Linked DNA regions of Mus musculus: regions 1 and 3 are each linked to region 2. A link is a contact called in public Hi-C and promoter capture Hi-C data. All regions are on one chromosome and are shown on one strand. Each heading gives the region's core, a stretch centred on a gene start, on an enhancer-like site or on the middle of the called end of the contact. The rest is flanking DNA. Distances are from core to core; before and after follow the strand shown. Region 1 holds the start of Slc29a4 (solute carrier family 29 (nucleoside transporters), member 4). Region 2 holds the start of Zfp316 (zinc finger protein 316). Region 3 holds the start of Pms2 (PMS1 homolog2, mismatch repair system component).

Evidence for each region. Promoter capture Hi-C pulls out the DNA fragments that hold promoters and counts their contacts. A called contact is a pair of places that touch in the nucleus more often than the background predicts.
Region 1: a contact with region 2 is called in a promoter capture Hi-C map of liver, with 2.8 times the contacts expected there. The contact joins the promoter of Slc29a4 here to the promoter of Zfp316 in region 2. A contact is called at or near these places in 2 of 39 promoter capture datasets (cranial neural crest and liver) and 1 of 115 datasets of contacts at active chromatin or transcription factors (bone marrow-derived macrophages).
Region 3: a Hi-C map of the G1E-ER4 cell line shows a contact between it and region 2, with 5 times the contacts expected there. The contact joins the promoter of Pms2 here to the promoter of Zfp316 in region 2. A contact is called at or near these places in 3 of 39 promoter capture datasets (cranial neural crest, embryonic stem cells and liver), 1 of 484 Hi-C or Micro-C datasets (the G1E-ER4 cell line), 1 of 115 datasets of contacts at active chromatin or transcription factors (the 230-238 cell line) and 1 of 9 other capture datasets (liver).

What each region holds. Positions count from the first base shown.
Region 1 is chr5:142,700,196-142,704,685 of GRCm38.p6, reverse strand. It overlaps Slc29a4 (solute carrier family 29 (nucleoside transporters), member 4), which reads right to left and starts at 2,585. Exons shown (of 11, transcript NM_146257.2): 1 at 2,395-2,585.
Region 2 is chr5:143,267,321-143,272,264 of GRCm38.p6, reverse strand. Zfp316 (zinc finger protein 316) reads left to right here and starts at 2,243. Exons shown (of 7, transcript NM_017467.3): 1 at 2,243-2,414.
Region 3 is chr5:143,908,233-143,912,672 of GRCm38.p6, reverse strand. Pms2 (PMS1 homolog2, mismatch repair system component) reads right to left here and starts at 2,672. Exons shown (of 15, transcript NM_008886.2): 1 at 2,594-2,672; 2 at 613-752. The coding sequence starts at 2,616. Aimp2 (aminoacyl tRNA synthetase complex-interacting multifunctional protein 2) reads left to right here and starts at 2,834. Exons shown (of 4, transcript NM_001172146.1): 1 at 2,834-3,092. The coding sequence starts at 2,958.

The DNA.
Region 1 (4,490 bases), core at 1,336-3,835, 570 kb after region 2:
CAACGTGCATAGTGATGATAACATTTGACCGGTGGACCCAGACCACGGACAGAGACAGCCTGTCTTTCTCACCAAGCACATGTGAGAGAAGCCATGGAAGAAGCTGGAGGCCCCACCTCTAAAAGATGCCACCTTTAAGAAGTACACTGATCACTTCTGGACCTGTGTCACCAGTGTGCCCTGTGCCACAGCCACCTGCTTTCATTTCTTTACCAGGTCTTCATTTCTGCAGCTCTGCTACCTCAGTTTACCTCTTATCCAGATCCCCAGGTGAGATCTTCCCGGCAGTTAGGAAATCCTGCTCCTGGGTATGTCATCTCTGCATCCTCTAACTCTTGACAGAGTGGTGTTCGGGTCAGAGACTGAGATGTGCTCTCCTTGGAGCCTTGGAGCCTGCAGCATACTTAAGATCTGGGACCTAAGGAACTCTACACCGATCGGTAATGATCCAGGACTCATGGTCAGTGGACAAGAGGCAGGAAACTTGTCTCTGAGTGCTAGGAAGGAAGGTGAAGCTCCCCTCCCGTCACTCTGGTCCTATCTGGATTCGGGAGAGGCTTAGAAGGGTTTAAGGCATAGCTGGCCTGGGCTTGAGTGACAGTGACATTGGGTACAACCCCAGTCTTGTCGGTCACTCGGCATGCAGATCCCTGATCTCCAAAGAGTCTGGGTTAGTGAAGGCTTAGAGTTACCGGGTCAGACTACTGCCTGCCAACCTTAGACAGGAGGGGCTGGGGAAGGGGGGCACTGTTGGAACGCCATTCAGTGTCCCCTGGTCCACCTGGAACGGAAGCTCAGTCCTGGAGGACACCCGGCTCCTCTTCAGTAGGGGTTCCCATGATGCAGTCTCCCAGACAGCGTGAGAGGTTTCTGCCTGGCTGAGGCCACACCATCCGGGAAGGCGGACGTGTTCGGCATCCTGCCAGGCTGCTTGCTCTGGCTCAGTCAGCGTGGCGGGCAGCTGCCACCTACACTGTCCCCATGGCTTTCATCTCTCTCCTTTCCCAGCCCCCAACATGCAACATCCAGGGTCTCAGGTCCCTCCTCTCCTACATCCACTTTAATTAAAATTCAAGGGCATACAGATAGACATTGGAAGGGAAGCTCTTCTCCATGCTCCTGACTTCGGACCCCTCAGTGCTTGTCACGAAAGCATTGTGGATGATACAGGACATTTATTTAGTTTTCAGACCATCCTTGGCACCAAACACCCACCTAGAGGGTGAGAGAGTACTTCACAAAGAGGGACTGGGTGGTTGCTAGGAAAAATTTAGCTACGCACACTTGGCGTTTTAATAGTGATGCAAGCCACCCCTAAGTACCCTGTGGGTCAAAGAGGGCTCCGAGCTCTCAGTAGTCCTGTAAAACTAGGCACACAACACCAGTCTGAAGAAGAGATAACCAAAAAGGCAGAGGAGGGCCAAACCCACAGCCAGACAGCTCTAACTGAACCCTGACCCGGCTGACCACCACTGGCCTCTCTCAGATGCTGTAGGGATTGTCTCTCAGGCTGCTTGCCCCACATGTGCAGTCGGCAGAAGAGGCAGAAAAATTACATTTCACTTGGAAAGCCAGCCTGCTCAACCTCCTCGGGCCTTGAACTTCTGGCTCCAGCCACAAGTCTTGTTTACTAAGATGCCCTTGGATGCCCCTGTCCCGTGCCCAGACGTTGTTTAGGGAGTCTCCCTCAGCATCCTAAGGCTCCACTCCCCGCTGCAGGATTGTGGGTTTTGAGCTACTTTGGGCAGCTCCTCTGAGTGCCAGGGGACAGATGACTGTAACATCAATGCCACAGACTGGTCAAGGCCTGGGATGCCCGCAGGGCAGAGGGGTAGCCCAGGCCCATCTCTCTCCATGCTTTAGGTTCCTGCACAGTCCGGACACTAGCAGACCTTGATGTTTCTTCCGCAGGAAGCACTAGCAGTATCAAACTTGGACCCCGGCCCACAGGGCCACCAGCAAAGAGAGACTTCAGGGGCAACTCGGAGGTCGTGACCCAGTGCCCAGGCCCCGCCTCTGTCATAACCTTTTTCAAAACTAGAAGGAAGCTGGCTGGGCAGAAGGGCGTGATGGAAGGAGATGGGTCCGGAAGGAACTTCAGGTGCAAGGTCCCCTGAGGTGTGACCAAGGGAGGACATAATGCCGTGATCCGGCTCGGCCAAGGCCACCCGCGTCTGTCCCCTTCTAGAGCCTGCGTCCCGCCCTCGCAGCTCGGATGCAGGGGATCTTGCACTGTGCGAGGGTACCCATCCTCCCCGGACAAGGGGTGCGGCAACCATCCGGTGCCTGGGAGGGCGGAAGGGAGAGGCGGCGCGACTGGGGCCGCGCGCCGCAGACAAAGGCTCCGACAGGTCCCCGCCGGCGTCTCCCTGCCACCTCCGTGGCGACACTCACCTCGGGCGGCCCCAGGCTGGGATCCTCGCTGCCTGCCTGCCGCCCGCGCCCGGACCCTTTGCGCTGTGCCCCGCTTCTCGAGGCTTGGGACCGGGCGCGGCGGGCGTCCTGCTCGGTGTCCCGGTCCGCGGGCCCGGGTCCGTGAGCGCGTGCTGGGGGCGCAGCAGCTGCAGCGAGCTAGCCCGGCCCACGCCCCGCCCGCCCTCCTAGCTCCGCCCTCCTAGCTCCGCCCACCGCGTGACTCCGCCCAAGTCCCGCCTCCAACCACACTTTTCACCATCCAGATGCCCCGCCCACCCTCGTGGCCCCGCCCCTCACACCCCGCCCACTCCACAGGGCTCCACCCAGGTCCGGCCTCCAGTGGGGCCTACGGCCACTCAGTCTCCCAGTCTCCCTGCCCACGCTACATCCACTCTGTATAAATCCGCCCCTAAACCCCTCTTTCTCTCCTATACACTCCGCCCAATCTCTACCTGCGCTCTCCGCCCCTGGCCCTACCCAGTCTTTACCATATTCCCCGCCCCATTTTCTTTACCTATGCTCCACTCACTCTATATGACCCCGCCTCTGGCTCCGCCTCTGAACTGCCCACTCTAATGCCCCCAAGCCTCTTTGCTGTCTTCACCCTCGTTCCTTCTGTGCCCTTAGCCAGCCCCAACCCAGACCACAGAGCCTGCCCCCTTTCCCTGCCTTCCTCTCCGCTGGCCCTAGCCTCACCTCTATTCTTTCTTCACCCCTATTCCTTCCCCGCTTCCCTTGATGCGTGCTGGGCCCTTCTTCCATCCCCCTCTTCCCCTGCTCCTACTTCATTTGCCTAGTTCCACCCCCATTATTCCCACATGCTCCACTCTCCTCCTCTGGGCCCACTTCGTCCCACCTACCTGGCCTCACCTCTAGCCCTCATACATGACTTCTTATTCACTACCTGCTAGCTCCGCCCCATCACTTCCCTGTGCCACGCCCCCATGGCCCCTCCCACAGCCTTCACACCAGCCCTGCCTCTCTGCCCCGCCTCCCACTCCCATGCTTGTTTCCCCCACACTACCACTCCCCGACGGCGTGGACTCATCCTATGCTGGACCGTGGCTTTCAGCATAAGCGCTGCCTCTACCCATTCACACTCCACTTGTCTTTGCCCACTTCTCTCCACTCTCAGGTTACAGTATCTGACAGTCTAGCATACAGGAAGGTTTGGTGTCTTAGCTGGCCGTCCTCACTTCTCAGTCCCTTCACGATTCTTGCCAGGCTTAGTCTCCTGGAGCTCTAGGTGATCTGCGACAATCTGGGGCTGGCACTGATTGCTTCAGTAGGGCCTATTCTGACCCTGGTCCTGGCCACATGCCCCATGGGGGCCATAAAGATAAGACCAGGAATTAAGTGGGAACAGTACCCTAAGTCCTTACAAACTGGGACCTGTTAATGGGGGCCAGGAGTCTTCAGGACCGAGGCACAGAGAGATGCATTTGTCTGGATACCCCTCCTCTTGCCTGCATTCCCACTTCTTCGTGGAAGCCTGCTTGGTTCTACCCATGCCTGGGGGCTTTCTTGTCATCTTGCTAGCCTCTCTCTCACAGAGCAAAGTTCCTAGAAGTGTCTGTTTTTTTTTAATGGTCTCTTCTTACCGTAGTTCAGGTTGGTCTAGGATTCAGGGTTCTTGTGCCTCAGCCTCTAGAGTGTTGGAATGACAGGTGTGTATTACCATACATACCAGGGAACAGTGTGTGCCCCCTGACCTTCTTTCACAACTCTGTAAGCCACAGAGGTGACCTGTTGGAGGCTCCAGTGAGTTATAACAATGTCAATGTGCAAGCCCCCAAGGCTTTGCATAGTCTACAGCTCTGGGGGTATGATTGTAGCTCAGTACTATTTAAACTACGTGTGGTGCCTCATGTCTGTTATCCCAGCACTTGGAAAGTGCAGGCAGGTTGAGGCCAGCCTGGGCTACAGAGACCCTGCCCTTACTCCTACCCCACCATGGAACTAAAGGAGGAAGGAAAGGAGAGAAGGAAAGAGTGAAGGAGAGAGAGTGGGAGAGAGAGAGAGAGAGAGAGAGAGAGGGAGAGAGAGAGAGAGAGAGATGGAGTCAAGACATGAAA
Region 2 (4,944 bases), core at 994-3,493:
AATTTCTCAACTGAGAGCTCTTTTCCTAAGTGCCTCAACTTGACACTCAAGATTAGCCATCACACTATCTTGAGCCAGTCATACATACACACACACACACACACACACACACACACACACACACACACACACATTCCCCTGACAGTGTGATGCAGCCAGGATCCCTCACTAGAATCTGCCATGCTGTTTGAACTTCCAGTCTCCAAAACTGTGAATTAAATACATGTTTTCTTTACTCCCTTCCCCTCCAAAAAAGTAGCCTCGAATTCCACTGGAGTTCCAATCGCCCACAGCAGGCAATACTAACTAACGTCCTATCTGTTCTGTTCTGTTTTGTTTTCAAAGGAGCTGGGGATGGAATCCAAAGCCTTTCGTAAGCTCGGTACCGCATGCTCCCAGATCCTCAGCAGTGGTTTCTAGGCAAATGCTCTTCCACTGAGTCATACCCCAGCTTCTCACTGGTGTGAATTCTGAGTAATCAGTCTGCTATCTAACCACAACTTCAGCCCCTCACTGAGGGGATTCTAAGTCAGGCCCAGCACTGGTAAGCTTACCCCCAACCCCCACCTTTTAATGTTTTTGGAGATGGGGGTCTTACTAAATTGCTTGGGTTGGTTTTGAACTCATGATCCTCCAGAGTAGCTGGGACTTCAAGCTTGCACCACTGTGTCTGGCTGCATGATACTTGAGACATATGGACTCCATTTGAAAATCTGTTTCTCCATTTTCCCAGCTGCTCACTTGACAACAGGGCCCAAGAACATGGGAAGGGAGCACAGCATGGAACACGGCAGGAACACGTGCATGCATGGAACATGGCAGGAACACGTGCATGCATGGAACATGGCAGGAACACGTGCATTCATGGAACATGGCAGGAACACATGCATGCATGGAACATGGCAGGAACACATGCATGCATGGAACAGGGCAGGAACACGTGCATGCGTGGAACATGGCAGGAATGCATGTATGCATGGAACATGGCAGGAACACGCACATGCATGGAACATGGCAGGTACACACATTCATCACCTCCTTCGGGTTTCCCAGAGGGAAAGGTTGGCTCCCCTTCCCTTCCCTGGGTTTCTAGCCTGCCAGGGATCCTGCAGAGAGGCAGGTGATTTGGTAGGTAACCCATCTGTGTGAAAACCCAGGGTGCGTAAGAATGTCATCACGGAGATAGCTCATGTGCACACATGTGAACACACATCCTAGTAAAACCGAGAGACAAGCAGCTTCCTTCTATGTGTGCCTAAATGTGTGTAGGCAGGAAAGAAGAGTGTTTCTGGTCCCTAGAGAACCCACAGTTAGGGGTTAGGGCTCGCCTAAGATGAGAAAGGCTATGACTCCTAAAGCATCCAGTCTACATGGTCTACCAAGAAAAGCACAAGAGTGTCACAAAGACTTTTCAATATAAGGGAGGGGAGGCCAAGGAAGAGGGGAGAGAGGGCAGAGGCTAGAACTCTGGTCTCCCCAGGGTCATGTCCAGGGTTGGTCTCTATAGGTACCTAGGGCATTTACTCCAGGCATAGGTGGCCAGCAGGCTTGGGGTCCAGGGACTTCATAATATGGATGGCTCTTTGGAGCTACAGAGCACTGCCCTGAGTAGTCGTGAATATATCAATGGACTGTCAAGGTTCGACCTGTCTAAAGCCATGCAAGGCTATTTCCCAATATTCTTGCCAGGCCTGGGGATGACAGATTAGGGAGTTGAAGAACATAAATCCAGTCTGGCCTCAATCTCCAGTCTTTCATGCATTTGACTGTTATAGTCCACAGTACCCCCCTCACGCCTTGAATAGGCTGCCCCTCTGTCTGCCACACCCTGCACACACAAGTAAAGCCAGAATGGATCAATCTCCCAGCCACACCCTTGCCCATGTCAGGGTCAGACAAGCGCTGCCTGAATACCCATTGGGGGTCACTACCCTTCTCCACCATCAGGAGATCCAGGGAGGGTCCGGTGGACAGGAGGACGGGCTCCCGACACGTCCTGGCACGGGCAAAGGTAGACTTAGGCTGTCGTCTGGCGAGAAGAGATGCTCGCTGGGGCTGGACGTCGTGGGCAGGGGTCCCTTGAAACATAGAGGAGCAGGTAATAAGCAGGGGGTGCTCATTGTGGGTAGCTATAACCATCCTCCATGCATATGGGGGTGCGACGCAGCAGCACCCTGTCTACATCCAGAGCTCCGGGACGCCCCATGACCGGAAGTGCCCCCCTCGTGGGCGCGGACAAGGCGGGGCCGGCGGGCGGCACTTCCGGTGCCCACGCGCCGCCGCCTCCTCCGCCGTCGCGCAGCTCGCGGCCGTCACTTTGTGTAGTGCGGGGGGGAGTCCCCGGTGGTCACAGCCCCCCACCCCCCACGAGTCCGTGTCTCGCTCCGGCTTGGCCGGGCCCGGGCGCGCGCGCGGTGAGTGGGGCGCGCGGATGCGGCAGGTGCGCGCGGGCGGGACGCGCGCGCTGGGGGCGGTGGCGGCGGCAAGGCTGGCCGTCATGGATGCTCGAGAGCTGGAGGCCTCCGGTGTCCGTGGGGAGATCGCGGGACTGCAGGGCCCGTCCTTGGTGGGGTCGGAGTTGCAGCTGCACGAGCTAGATCTTCCAGGCCCCTAGATCCCCCCAATACCGACCTGGGCCTGCGCGGCACGTCAGGGATGGCTTAACACCCTAGAGGGGTACAGACTCCAGCGTGGGAGGGGGCGGGCCGGGGACGTCGTGCACTGCACCTTTGCAGGGTGCTAGCGCCGCCTTCTCCAGCTTAGGGGCGGGAGCTGGGCCGGAGCCGCCCCCGCCCCCTAGAGAGACACCTTCCAAGGAGGGCTGTCATTACTCCCGCCCTAGCGCGAAGTGGAAGCTAGGTACCCTCCCCCCATCCCCCAGAGAGAGGAAGAAAAGGGAAAGACCTTGTCCTGGAGCCCTACAGCCAGCTTTGTGACATTGAGGGGCCGTGGCCTAGCCTGCTTCATCTGTAAATGGAGGCTGGCTGGACTGCTCTCTCTCTCTGCTAAATCTGTTGCCCCCGAGATGGGTGGTGGAACGCGTTGGCAGAATCTAGGGTGCATTATGTGGACACAAGAAGGGAGGGAGGAGGTGCAGGTATCAGCGAGGATCAGCCCACCTGCTCAGCCTGGGTGGGTGGCATTGGCATTTTGTTTTGGTTCTGTCGCTACTGGCTGGGCCAGGGGGCTAGCTGGCCTGGTTGAGGAGCCTGCTCTGGGGGGTCGTGGATGACCTCCAGGGAGCAACCCTGGAGAATAGGGGCTCCGGAAACTGGGCAGATGGTGAGGAGTGTAGTGAACAGGGAAAGACATTCTGGACAAAAAAGGGTCTTAAGTCAGTGGGGCTAGTGAACGGGAATGAAGGTAACTAGCCACAAGTGCGCATGCGCGAGCGTGACCCCACGCAAACATCCTTTACGTGGATCCCCTGGATTTGGGACTTTTCTGGAGTTCCTAACTTTTAACCTTTACGATTGTGTCTCTGCACACTCCTTTCTATGGACAGTGCAGCACCCCGTTCTGAGTGTCTGCAGCGCTGTGCCCTAGGCTCAGGACTTGAGTGGAAAGATGTGTTGAAGTGACACAGTGATTTTTGCCTGATGAAGCCGTGAACTTGACACTGCATTCGAATCCAGGATGAGAGGTTAAGGAGAATGGAGCAGAAAGGCGTTCTAGGGACTGATTGGCAGGAGTGGGGCTAAGAATATCCCAGGAGGAGGGGAACCCCCAGGGCCTGAGTTGCAAGAATATGAACTGACCTTCTCCTGGTCAGACTGGTTTTCAGAGCTTCTGTTCTGAATCTTGGGTCAGAGCACCTGGAGCATCAGGCTTTTCTTGGCTTCTGCCCTGTCTCCCTGTCTTCTCATGGCTTTTTTTGTTTTTTTTTTTTTTTTTTTGTTTTTTGTTTTTTTTTTTTTCGAGACAGGGTTTCTCTGTGTAGCCCTGGCTGTCCTGGAACTCACTCTGTAGACCAGGCTGGCCTCAAACTCAGAAATCCTCCTGCCTCTGCCTCCCAAGTGCGCCACCACCGCCCAGCTAGAGGCTTTTAATAGGCTTTTTTTTTTTCCTTCACTTTTTCCCTTCTTGCTCTGTCCTGACAAGCAACTCAAGGGAGGAAGTAGTTGCTTGGGCTCCCAGTTGAAAGGTACAGCCCATCACGGTGGGAGAGACACGGAGGCCACGCAGAGAGACTGATGCTGGGGCTCAGCCTGCTCTCTCCTTCTCATTCACACCAGGGCCCCAGCCTAGGGGATGGTGCTGCCCATGTTTAGGGTAGATCTTCCCACCTCAGTTAACCTAATCTAGCCACTCCCTCACAGACATTCCAGAGGCATCTTCTCTTTTGTAACTTCAGATCCTGTCAAGTGTGCAACAGTAACCATCACAGGACGGGTGCACAGACTCAATTTTATCCACTGTCCTCTCTGGTGACAGAGACTCTTCATGACTTCTGGGGTGGGTTTTAGTTTGGTGTACCCTTTCCTCAAGCTGTGGCCAGCCTATTGTGGAGTGTGACAGTTGTGCCCTCACAAATATTTTTTTAAAATTCCAGTATCCATGTCATTAACTGTAGATCTCTGGACATGTCTTTAATAAGTACTGGAGTAGCTACTGTGTGTCTGGGATAGGAATTAGGGGGAAAAATTGGGACTCTTCATCATCCCTCAGTTGAATATTCTTCAGTAAAGAAAATGTGCATGCGGCCTTGGAAGAGATGTAGCCAAGGCGATTGCCTCCTCTTCCTCCTCTTTGTGTGCAACATATGTACACAGTTTTGTGTGTGCATGTGTGCATGCAGGTACATACAGTGTGCATGTAGATAACAGGTCAGCATAGCTGTTGGTCACTCTTCATCCTATTATTTGAGGCAGTGTCTCTTTGAACCCTGAGCTTACCAATTCGGATTGCCTGGCCAGCACTGCCCAGGGCTTGGTTTACAGGTAG
Region 3 (4,440 bases), core at 1,423-3,922, 640 kb before region 2:
TGTCACAAGTCCAGGAAAGATGAGACTAAACTGCTGAGTTTCTTAAAAGCTGCCTCAGGGATCATCACTCAAGCTGGTGTGGGCGGTTTGGTAATACAGCTGCTTTTGAATTACTATTGATCCCGTAAATAATCCCTCATCCATACTTCTGTCAGCATTGTCAATGCAAACACATTAATTCACCAAATTAGAGTGTGGTACGTTACGTTTTCGGTCTGTCAAGAAGCCCCCTCTCAGTAGGGAGTTGTGTGTATTGTGCTTCCCCTGGGAAAGTCTTTCACACAACTGTTAACATCAAAATAATAGGTATAGCAGTATTTGTTTTCTAATAATCCAGTAACGTTTCTGATATAAATAGCATAAATGATTACTTCTTGTTGCTTAAAACTCTTCCAAACCATGGGCTGGAGACATGGCTCAGCGGTTAAGAGCACTGACTACTCTTCCAGAGGTCCTGAGTTCAATTCCCAGCAACCACATGGTGGCTCACAACCGTCTGTAATGGGATCAGATGCCTTCCCTCTTCTGATGTGTCTGAAGACAGCTACAGTGTACTCACATATATAAAATGAATAAATTAATCTTTATAAAAAAGAAGTTTCCCAAACTTACCAATAGTAGTAGCACCAGCATCTACACTATTTTCTATCAACTCCTTCACAGCGGTGCTTAAACTGAGTACCACCTGCCCAGAACAAATTTGATGGACTGACTTCCCATCAATAGGCTTGATGGCCTTAGCACATTCTGTACTAAAACAAAACGAAACAAACCAGTCACAAAACACAAAATCGATACTTAGACAGAGCAGATACTTCAATCTTGGTAAGTGGCTGATCTGTAACTAGTTAGCCTAACCCACTCATTATATGAACACACTCATTTCACTTGCAGATATGAATGCTCGCCAATCTTTTAACACTCGTTTAATATGTATTTAAAATTGAAACTGAAAAATCTAATTATCCATGCATCTATATGGAGGAGACCTGTTGTAACCCTCAAGGGACAGATCAATAACACAGAGTTCTTTTACAACACAGAGTTCTTCATTCTTGAAAAGTTGAATAACTTTTCAACATTAGTTTTTTTGGTTTTTTTTTTACACTTTTTTTTTTTTTTGGTTTTTTGAGACAGGGTTTCTCTGTATAGCCCTGGCTGTCCTGGACTCACTCTGTAGACCAGGCTGGCCTCGAACTCAGAAATCGGCCTGCCTCTGCCTACCGAGTGCTGGGATTAAAGGCTTGTACCACCACGCCTGGCTCACAATTCTTAAAAAGTCAAAGTTTGGTGGGAAATACTGGTTGACAAAAATCATCTTCCAACTATGTAACTATTCTCATAATTGCTTTTGAAACCTGTACCCAAATCCATGCTGCCTACACTGCTCTGATGAAAGTCCTCAGAGCTCATGTTTGAGACAAGAGTTCATTCTCAGCCTCCAAATGATAGTCCCACCTCACGACCACACTCAGCGAACGGGTTAAGTCTCTTTCTGTCCTGGCTGGCCTAGGGTAATCGCCTTTTTGTCTCCAGTTTACCCTGATTGCTACCACCAGTTTTGTTCACTCTGACACAGGTTCCAAGGTAGCCCAGAGCGCCCTCAAACTCCCTATGTCGTTAAAGGTAACTATGAACTCCTGCTGAGCCTGTTCCTGCTCGGATTATAGGTGTGGCTTGATTCCCACCAATTTCTTTTTACAATTACAAATCCAGTCGAAAAAAATCTTTAGGTTTAAATTTTTAGTGGTGCTCATTGCCTATCATATGAAGTTTGAAGTCTAGCAACGACAAGGTCCCAATCTACTATCACTAATTCCCCTACGGTTTAGTCACCATAAAAATAGTTTCCCGGCTATGAAATGCCCCATAAAAGTATAACAGAACATAGGTGCATCCTTGCAGTAACAATTTTAGGGTATTTTCCATATGGTCTGACATATAGTAGACTTCCAAAAACCCTGGTGAAATAAACCAACCAACCTCTTTTCTCTTCAATCTACCTTGCACAGAACCTCGCTGGTTATCACAGCACTCGGGTGTTTGAAGTAGGAGGATCCCGAGTTCAAAGCACTACCTCAAAAAACCAAAACAAACACTTGCACTCGTTCTAACTGCAAAGGATCTCTGGGGAAATCACAAGGTTAAAATACAGACAGCAAATTTGCATTTACAAATCTGTCACCGAATGTAACTGTGCTGGCCTTCGAAGATGTGCTTCACTGCTATGATGCCGCCTGTGAACACTACACCAAACGCACAGAAGCACCTCAATATAATAAAAGTTAAAAACCCTATTGACTGCAAGATCAGCGTGAGCCTTTAAGCCTCCCTCCCCAAGTCTTCAAGAATAAAGACTCAATAAATAAACAAACAGCGGAAACGAATTTTGTCTACGGCGACTGATTTTCGTGCTGGGTTTCAAGTGCACGGCCTGTGGCGGGAGGATGCCGAGGAAATAGCTTCCTCACAGAGGACCCGGTCCAGTCCGCGAGCTTGCCCGCCTCGCGCCTCAGCCACTTCCGGTCCTTTCAAGAGACCGGGATACCGGGAACTCTATAGAATGCGCCCGGAGACCACAAGTCCAGCTCACCTCACGCCTTCGGTTTGCTCCATGGATGCAGGACTCCTCCAGTCACAGTCACCGCGGGAGAGTTGGCGCTGCCGCTCTCGGGAAAAGACGCGTCTCCTGGAACACCCATTGGTTGCTTTTGACATATGATCCGCCCCTTCCGGGCGGGCTAGCGAAGGCATGCCAAGACCTCTTTACCGGTGATTGGCCAACTCAAAGGTCAAGTTGGTGACGTTAGACCAGCCCGGCCAATGAAAGCTCGGGGACTTCATTTTCCGGAACGCCAGCAGCAGAGTCAGAAAGAAGGCGGCTGCTGTCTGAGGTGGCCTTGGGTGGCTTCTGAGCGTTCCTGTCCCTCGCCCGCTACCTTCCTTGGGTTCCCACCATGCCGATGTACCAGGTAAAGCCCTATCATGGAGGCAGCGCACCTCTGCATGTAGAGCTTCCAACCTGCATGTACCGGCTCCCCAACGTGCACAGCAAGACCACCAGCCCCGCCACCGACGCGGGCCACGTGCAGGTAGGAGCGTGCGGCCCCTGCCTGGTGCGCAGGCGCCGTTCGTGCCGCGCCGCACCCTGCCCTATCCCTCGTCCAGTCTAGCGCGCCGGCGCTGTGTCTGCCTAGGGTCCCGGTCCCTTCTGCGGCCGGGTCCGACAAAATCCTCCTAGATGAGTGCTGCTGTGGGTTCCTGTCACGATCTCCAGGCGCACAGAAAAGTGAACAACACGAAAAATGCTCATTCGGAGGAATTTTCAGAGCGATCCCAGGGTTACCATAACCCAGGTTGACGGGTTTAGTGCCCCATCCTTCCCAGTTTAACTTTTCCACAAGAGGTCCCGACTTTTACTGTAGTTATGTGTTGTTTTTTTCGCGGTTAGGTTGTGGAGGCTATCTTTAAGCTATATAATCTTGATGGTCTGGAAACATAGTATGTGTTCTGTTGTCTGGCATACTGTACAAGATTTTGTTATAACGATAGTGAGTGATCTTGTTCCTGGCCACACCCCGCTTATTTATCTGCCCGGTCCTCACTCATGGGCGCTGGAATTTATAGACTAGCTAACATAAATAGCCTGTATAGGAATGGAATTCCTGGCCCAGTGGGCAGGTTTGCCTTCCACTTTTTAAGTTCTTTTTCAAAGCGGTTATACAGGTTTAAGCTGTTACCAGCAGGATAATGGAGACATCCTAATGTAGTTTTAATTTGGATGTCTCCAGTTTCTAAGTAAGTTGAGGTCCTTTTTCGTGTTTCCTGGCCATGGGAGTGTGGGGCAGAAACAGTGCCTTTGTAGCCCAGGCTGTCCTGGGATTCTTACAGCCAAAGATAATCTTGAGCCCTTTCTCCACCAGTGGAGAAAGAGCTTCCAAGTGCTGGGGTTAGAAGTGTGTGCCTGCCTAACTCAGAACAATTATCTTACCATGCTTATCACTATTGTTTGATCTCATTTTCTTTCTTTCTTTTTTTTTTTTATTTTGGTTTTTCGAGACAGGGTTTCTCTGTGTAGCCCTGGCTGTCCTGGAACTCACTCTGTAGACCAGGCTGGCCTCAAACTCAGAAATTCACCTGCCTCTGCCTCCCACCATCTCGTTTTCTAAAGACTAAAATTTGTTAGGTCTCAAATGGCTAACTGAGGTGCCCTTTAACATATCAAAGCAGACACTGGCCCTCAGGTCCACCCAGCACCCCTCAGTCTCTACCAGTGACAGGGCCTCCTGGTTGGTTTACCCCATCCCCTACCCTGAAATCTCCAGCCCAGAACTGAGCAGGGCTTCCCTCTCCCTAGCTCCTCTGGCTGCTACATAACTAAGCCGTTTGGCTATGCCAACGTCCCAGCTCAGGCTGGCCACGTTCACTCCGGACTCTCCA